Regions from separate parts of the Mus musculus genome. Here region 2 is linked to region 1. A link is a contact called in public HiChIP or PLAC-seq data. All regions are on one chromosome and are shown on one strand. The core of a region is the stretch at or near the end of the contact, and the rest is flanking DNA. Distances in the headings are between cores, read along the strand shown. Region 1 has its middle 43 kb from the start of Gm33471. Region 2 overlaps Fendrr (Foxf1 adjacent non-coding developmental regulatory RNA).

Region 1 (3,845 bases), core at 999-3,498:
GAGGCTTTCCCTTTGAGCCTCCAAGACAGTTACAGGAGTCATAGTGGAAGAGATAAGCCTAGTTGCTATGACCACTGAGTAGCGGGTATAGAGCCACTGTCAATCAGGAGTCAGGGCCGCCCCCTTCCTGCCCTGATGGCTGGAGAAACTGAGGAATGGGCTGTAGAAACAGTCATGAGGGGCGGATGAAAGCAGCTGAGATGTCTTAGCCACATCTTGTGCTAACTAGCATTTTAGCTCCAGTTCACAGGGGAAACTGAGTCTCAATAAGTGCGGGAGTCCTTTGGCCATAGTTTTCTAGAGGTGGTCACTCAGTGAGTCTGTGGCCAGGATTCAAACGCCTAGCCAAAGCCTTTTTTTTTAATCCTTGGAGCTGGGAAGATCACTCAGGTTAGGAGCACTTTTCTTGCAGAAGGTCCAAGTTCGGTTCCTAGACATGGTGGCTCAAGACTGCCTGTAACTCCAGCTCTAGGGGATCTGACACACTCTTCTGGCCTCTGTGGGTACCAGGCACTCATGTAATACAAGGGCATACATGCATATACTTAAGCACGTGCACACACACACACACACACACGCCTATCCCTGTCCTCCATTGAGACCATTGAAAGGCAGTTCTCACCTGCCACAGAGCTCTCTTCATCTCAGGGACGCAGTCAGAAGAAGTCAGGAGAGGGGCTTGATGTCCTGGAGATAGTGTTCAGAGTGGCACCTGCTGTGTAGAAAGAAGGACTCCTGCTCGGGCGTCGGTGCTAGGATGGAATGTGTCTGTACCCAGCCATCTTTTCTATTTTCCATATTTAGTCTCCCCCGCCCCTCTCATGGCAAATTGTGTACGTGGTTTTGATTTATGCCCCCTTTGCCTTTCCTACGAGGAAGCTCTGAGGTGATTTATGGGAAGAGGATACGGCTTAAGTCAGGAACGCGTGCCTGAATTCGTCCTCCTTATATCTGGTACCAGCAGAGGATGGGGTACAGGTGACCAGTAAACAAATACCCCTAAGGTCCCAGGACGGCAAGGCTCTGCCCAGTGTGCGTGGCTGGGTTTGCTTCTGCTCCTGGCGTTCCTAAATTATCACACAGGTAGCAGCCAATGGATTATACAGAAAACCAGGTACAAAGTATGGTTTCAGCACAGGTTAGCTTCTCTTTTGTAAAACAGTTTGGAGTTCAGGAAGCGCAAAGACTCAAACATACTTTAAAAAAAAAAAGATTACTTTATTTATTATACGTAAGTACACTGTAACTGTCTTCAGACACACCAAAAGAGGGCACCCGATCTCATTACAGATGGTTGTAAGCCACCATGTAGTTGCTGGGATTTGAACTCAGGACCTCTGGAAGAGAAGTCAGTGCTCTTAACCGCTGAGCCACCTCCACCCTCATCATCCTCAGCCCTTGGAGCTCAAAATGGCTGCCAGAGTTCTGACAATTATATTTACAGTCCAGACACTGGGAGGAAGCACTTGCGTGTTTCTGTGAGGAGGTTTTCTGGATGCCCTGCCTGACACTGTTACTCCCGAGACAGGGGTCAACCCTAGCTGCAAAGGAGGTTGGGAAGTCAGAGCCTCCTAAGAGAAAACTTGGAAATCCAAGTCCCTAAGGAACCAGCTATCTTCTGCACAGCAGCTCTCAATCCAAGCACTTAGGCTCTGTCACCCAAAGAGGACAGGTGTGGAGGAGCAGGAGATGGCTTCTGACATCGTGGCTCACACTTCATTGGCCAACAGTGGTCACATGGCCCCGCCTTGCTGCTCAGGCTGGGAACTGGGTTCTGTGTTCACTGAGGGAGATGGGGGTCTCCCGTGACGGTGTCATCTGCCACCACTGGCAAGATAGTCACTGGAGGGACAGTGGGCAGCTGGTCCTGCTGCAGAGAAAAAGTTCCTAGTTCCCCAGTCAGGGACAGAAGGAGAAGCAGGGTTGGGGGGGTTCAGCCATGGTGCCAAGGGCTTCACTGAGCAATGCCCAGGACCACTGTCCCGGCAATGGGGGATGCATGTACTGTGAAGTCTGTTACCAGAAATGGGTTGAGCTGCCAGGCGAAGCTGCCTGCAGGGCACAATTAGCAGAGCTCCCAGACAGGGGCTGGAAGGCCTGCTCCCCTTCGGTGACCTGAATGGATCATTTGTGGCTCAAATGACAGACAAATGCAATAATTAGGACCATTTAGCAAAGAGGAGGTGAAAGGTCACTCAGTGGGGCCGCCCTTCTCTTGTTACCTCCAGTGAGGGGTGACCGCCTTGGAGACTCACAGACCCGTGTTGTTGTGCTGTGACAGACCTCCACCTCCGTCAGAGGCTGATGGTGTCCCCAGGGCCATCAGAGCAGGCACAGGATCCAGGCTATGATGTCACAGGCGGGATCCAAGTCCCAGTCACGCTACAGGACTGTTCCTCAGCAGGAGGACAGAGTGTACAGCTATTTGACTGGGCACAAGGGCTGGCCCTGTGTTCTGCCTACTGGGTCTCAGTTTGCCTCTTCCTCTGTTTTCCTTGAAAGCCTGATGTTGCTCCTTCACACAGCCATTCCTATCGGGAAGTTCCCAGGGTTCTGGGGTGTGAGTGTTGAGAGGCAAGGGCCCGCCAGGAGCATGCTGGGGACAGGGCTGGTACCCACGACCTGGCAGCTGAAGGATGCTGGATAGCAATGTTCTGAGCAACAGAAACATGAAGCTGGGAGTCTGGCTCTTACTCACTGTCCCCTCTCTGACACTCTCCTAATGAGGAGGCTAAGTTCTCAGGGCCACGCCTCCTGTCACTTGTTTCCCAGTAATTAAGATGTCAGTGAAGGTTCTTTGGAGACCCAGTGGAAGAATCTTTAATAAAAACCCCAGGGAGAAGGATGCCTCTGCTAAAGCCTGGCTGTCTGAATAACTGTGACGTTCATGTGTTGAAAACCTGGATATCCAGCTTACAAGAGATGGTATAAGGAGATGGGGCTGAGAGAGAGCACATTAGGATTAGAGGAGCTCCCGGGGAGACCCCAGGGTAGAGCCCGTAGGTCTGTAAGAGTGGAGTGAAAGACTTGAGGGCCCCTGCTGCTGTCTTGTAATGCCCCAAGCTACTTTCTGACTCTATGCCAGGCCCAGCAGATACACCAAAGTGCCACCAGCTCTGTCTCACAGTCAATGCCTCAGGCCACTCTTTGACACTATGCCAGGCCCAACAGGTACACAGGAAGTGCCACCTGCTCATGTCCTTCCAAGAGCAAAGTGACTTTGTCTTCAGAGTCATTCAGTCTTCTGTGACAGGTTATAGCCACGGGAAATGGATCAGAGTAGAATCTCAGGTCACCGAAGTCAGGTCTTTGGGGACATAGCCTCTTTTCCAGCTAGCTGGAAGCCAATGGGTCTTCCCTCTTGGATGTGAAATCACCCCCAATCTAGCTGGCACAGAGGGGTGTGTTATTCTGTGATGGCACTTATTTGTATTTTATTTCCCCTGAAGTCACATGAGGAAGCTGGACATGATGGTGCATGCAGGAGGCAGGAGGCAGAGGCAGAAGGCTCTGTGTGAGTTCAAGGCCAGCCTCAAAATACACAGTGAGTTCCCTGACTCAAAAGAGCATGTGCCGGGAAAGAAAGCCACACACTGGTATCACCGTGTTCAGACTCACTGTGCCTAAGACTCAGTAGCTCAGTGCCTCCTTCCCATGCTCTCCTGCCAGTTCACTGGTTCGAGTCCCATGCAGAGTCCCTCCCTCCCTCCCTCCCTTGGCTTCATACTCTTGTTGGCCACACCAGGAGCTGAAGACCTAAATAGGTATCACCAGGCAGGCACACCTCCTCCCTCTCTGGGCCTCAGTTTCTCTATCTGTGTAGTCTCATGCTATACAACCCTGAC
Region 2 (3,845 bases), core at 457-2,956, 100 kb before region 1:
CCACTTCTCACCTGCCCAGGCACCCAGAATTCCAAGAGCAAGGTGAAGGCTTGCTCATGTCCTGGTGAAGGCTTAGTGCCTGCTTCTGTACATGGTGCAGAGAGGGATTGTGGTGGGGGTGGGGAGACACTGGAGGGAGATGAACAAGTCAGCCGGCCCACCAGTGGTGATACTTGTCAGATAGCCACAGCCAGACTCTGACACAGGTGCCAACACTCTGCCTTGCGGTGCTTTCCCCCAGTCCTGGAAATCCTAGTTTTTCTTTATATCTGGTTGCCTTCTTTACTTAAAGCTAGAGGGGCTGGAGGGTCACCATGTCCACCAAATGCCTTGGGAGCAATGAGGGCTTGATTGCAGCCGGATCAGAGATGCAAGGTTACCACCGTCCATATGCCCTGCAGGTCCATTTGGGGTACTAAGCAGGCCAGTGTCGGCCATCATGCCTGGCCTGAGACTCTTCAACCAGTGCACTCAGATGTGTTGTTAATTAGAGTTTGTGTTGACATCCTCCAGGTCCAAATTTGCATGGTGAGTCCCAACCTCCACCACTGGTCTTTGTGCCCTCCTGGTAGAGCTGTGCCCTGCCCGTGTGGTTATAATGGGGCCATCACATGTGTGTAGAGGATGAAGACAGCCACAGTGACATGCCGGACATTTATTATGCATCAGTAGTCTCCATCCACTGTAAGTATTAACTTCCTTATGTATACCCCGGGCTGTAGTTACACATACTGCTTAGATATGAGAAAATGGGGTCCCTGATACAGGAACTTACTGAGAGTCACACAGCCATTACATGGAGAAGTGGCAGTCAGACAGGTGATTCTCTATGGCTCTATGGCATCTCAGGATGTCACTGCTCTGTGTCACGCTGTGCTGGCAGCCCAGGGAGTGTCTGCCCATCTTCAAGCAGGAGCAGGATGCAGATCTCCTTACTCGGAGGAGAGTTTGGTCTCAGGGTCCCCTCTCTGGAACGTTTTGAGAAGTCACTCCTGTTGCAAACTCAGGAGAATCGTGGAAAGAATTTCCCGAATGCCAGCTTTGTTTATTCCAATCAGCTGTAGGTTGGCTTCAGGCTTACCCAAAGCCAGCACAAAAACCCAAACTTTCTTCCTGCTGGATTCAACACAAATCAGCCCTCAGCTGAGTCTTGGGGCTGAGTGACATCTTTGGGGAGGGGGCAATGCTGGGGCAAGGTAGGAGTTCTAGAGAAATTGACTGCAAGTCCCACGGTGAGAGTGTGGTCCGTCCCCAGGTGGCACCTGTAAGCAGTAGTGTGGATAAAGTTTCTGTGATTGACACTTCAGCGAGGAGAAGAGATCTGTTCCTACCCCAGAGCATCCAGAGTTCAATCGGCCTCCCAAACACGCAGAGCTTTCCTTTCAAATCACAGGAAGAACGGCCCTGCCTGGCTTGCCAGGCTGGGTTTTTCTTCTGGGTACCTTGTTTCCAGTGGCCCGCCAGAGTATGGCCACAGCCCAGTCCAACTTTGCAGCATCCGGGGAGGATGGCTCTGAATTCCTGTGTTCCACCCTGCTGGCTTTCTCCAGGCACAGGCTGGGTCTCCTTGGGGAGAGAGTCTGTGCTGCAGATCAGTCTGGGAAACGTGAGTCTCCGGCAGAATTCAGCGCTGGGGAAACCGCTGCGAAATTACTCCCTTCCTTCTCTGGAAGCCAGTGGACAAGAGGGCATTGTGTGGGGTCAGAGCCCTCCTGTCACAAAGGGGCCTTTCAGAGGAGCTGACGGGGTGGGCGGGACCCCAGCCGCATGCGCTTCTGGGCACATGTCCGGTCTTCCACGTGCACATGTGTAGGCATGTACACATGTGTGCATGTATGTATGCGCACATGTGTGTGTATGCATGTATGTGCACATGTGTGTATGTGCACATGTGTGCATATATGTATGTGAACATGTGTGTGGATGTGTGTGCATATATGTGTGTATAAGTGTATGTTCACGTATGTGTGTGCATGTGTATGTGTGCGGGTATGTGTACATATGTACATGTGTATACATGTGTGTATATACATGCATATGCAAATGTGTGTATGTGTGTGCATATACATGTGTTTGCTGGGGACAGAGAGCTGTGTGTTTGTGTATTCCCTGTAAATAGGTAGAACAGAGCACTAACAAACATCTCTGTTAGGAAGTTATTTCCTTGTAGGAGAAGGATCAGGCATGGGTAGGCAGTATGACTGGATCCCTGAAAGGTACAAGTTAGGCTGTCAGCCTGGAGCTCCAGGCTTACATGTGGTGACAGATGATGTGGGGGCAAGAAATGTAGGCCGATGGCCTTGTGGACTCTGGGTCAGCCATGTGAGAAGTTGCCCATTCAAATACTCCTGCACCCTGGAAAGGGACAGACACATACACTCCTGAGAGAGGGAGCGGGGAGGAAGGCAGTGTGGGTAGGTGTTTGGGATGAGAGGAGGCTTGGATCCACCTAAGTGTGAATGCTGTGTGTGCACCTGTGTGTGCATGCGTGTGTGCCTGTGCATGCTCTGGAGAAGCTTCACTGTGTAATTGCTCTCTGCAGAGCATGGGCCACTGTGTAATTAAGCTGCGTGCTGGCTGCTCCCAGCACAGAAAATGATTTTGTGCGCGCTTGGCGATTACTCCGTCCCGTTCCTTCATCAAAAATGCTGCTTCCGTTTCCCACACAAAATGGTTCCCAGACCAGGAGGAAGGCAGCCTTCCCTGCAGCCTTGGCAAGATGGTGGCTTCTGGGAAGGAAAGACAGAGGGAGGGAGAGAAGAGGATGTCCTCAAAGTGCAGTGACTGACATTCTGTGCTTCACCACCCAAGAAAAGTGCATTTTACAACAGGCATCCCTGCCATCTGGCCCTATTTGGCTCCACTAGTGAACAGAAATTATTCCAAATATCCAAACCACTCAAGCTCTCTCTCTTGCTCTCTCTCTCTCTCTCTCTCTGTGTGTGTGTGTGTGTGTGTGTGTGTGTGTGTGTGTGTGTGTGGTGTGTGTGTGTGTTTGTGTGTGTGTGTGTGTGTACAGAATATTCCCTCTGGAGCACAGGCTGCCTGGGGACTGGCTCAGAGTGGTGGAGTCCCTTCAAGGTCTACCCATAAGGCTACAGAAGCCATCCAGCCATCCAGAAGGGACAGGAAAGAACATGAAGGGACTTTGGCTGGATTTTTGATAGGAATTTCAGAGCTCCCCAGAGCATTTTTTTTTTTAAATAGAATTGTTCCATTATGGCTATATGCCTCAGGCAAGCTAATGCAATTCTCTGAGCTGCTTTTTGGGATTAACCGTAACAGAATGATAGCTGCCACCTTCGGTGGCTCCTGTTGTTGGAGTGAGACTTGCTGGGAACCAGCGGGCGGGGCAGGGCTAGCAGGTGCTGCCTTTCTCATCTACAACAATGTATTTCTTTTTATCTCTCAAGGAATCTCAGCATCAGGGTTAGCACTACCCCTCCATAAACCCTGTGATCCCCAGGACAGGACCAGGAGGAGGCAGACAGGGTGGCTAGCACTGGGTCCCTTGTCTATCTTGGACAACTTGATAGTTTATTACAAGGACACATATGCAGATCCTGGCTGTGTTGCCACGAGTGAATCACCTAGCCTATCTGACCTGTGCCTTTTGCTGGGTCCCATAAGGCTGTATTACTGGGTAGGTCCGGCTGGCTAGCTAGAATTCCTATTTAGGAGAGGGAAGGAGATTATAGACTTTGGTGGCTAAAAGCATATGCTGCCCGGGGACTCTCAAAGCTTGACGGCCTGCCCTGATACAGCTGTGTGGCTTTGGAAGAGAGTTCATTTCCCTGATCAGGCTCCTGCTGTCTTCTTCACTCTGTGAGGTAAATATGGAAAGG

What was found. HiChIP or PLAC-seq counts read pairs in DNA pulled down with a chosen protein or histone mark.
Region 2: an H3K4me3 HiChIP or PLAC-seq map of craniofacial prominence shows a contact between it and region 1, with 2.0 times the contacts expected there. The contact joins two enhancer-like sites. A contact is called at or near these places in 8 of 39 promoter capture datasets (cranial neural crest, embryonic stem cells, liver and 3 more), 14 of 484 Hi-C or Micro-C datasets (the C2C12 cell line, the HPC-7 cell line, cochlea and 6 more) and 7 of 115 datasets of contacts at active chromatin or transcription factors (craniofacial prominence, embryonic midbrain, embryonic stem cells and 3 more).

Annotation. Positions count from the first base shown.
Region 1 is chr8:120,957,989-120,961,833 of GRCm38.p6, reverse strand. No RefSeq gene overlaps it. Among named protein-coding and RNA genes, the nearest start is that of Gm33471, 43 kb to the right of the region's middle. Within about 2 kb of position 2,248, at least 13 of the 459 cell types and tissues checked have an H3K27ac peak or open chromatin away from gene starts, as enhancers often do. A contact at or near this core is called in craniofacial prominence, where this site is marked.
Region 2 is chr8:121,061,667-121,065,511 of GRCm38.p6, reverse strand. It overlaps Fendrr (Foxf1 adjacent non-coding developmental regulatory RNA), which reads left to right. Exons shown (of 6, transcript NR_045471.2): 4 at 514-684. Among named protein-coding and RNA genes, the nearest start is that of Fendrr, 20 kb to the left of the region's middle. Within about 2 kb of position 1,706, at least 22 of the 459 cell types and tissues checked have an H3K27ac peak or open chromatin away from gene starts, as enhancers often do. A contact at or near this core is called in craniofacial prominence, where this site is marked.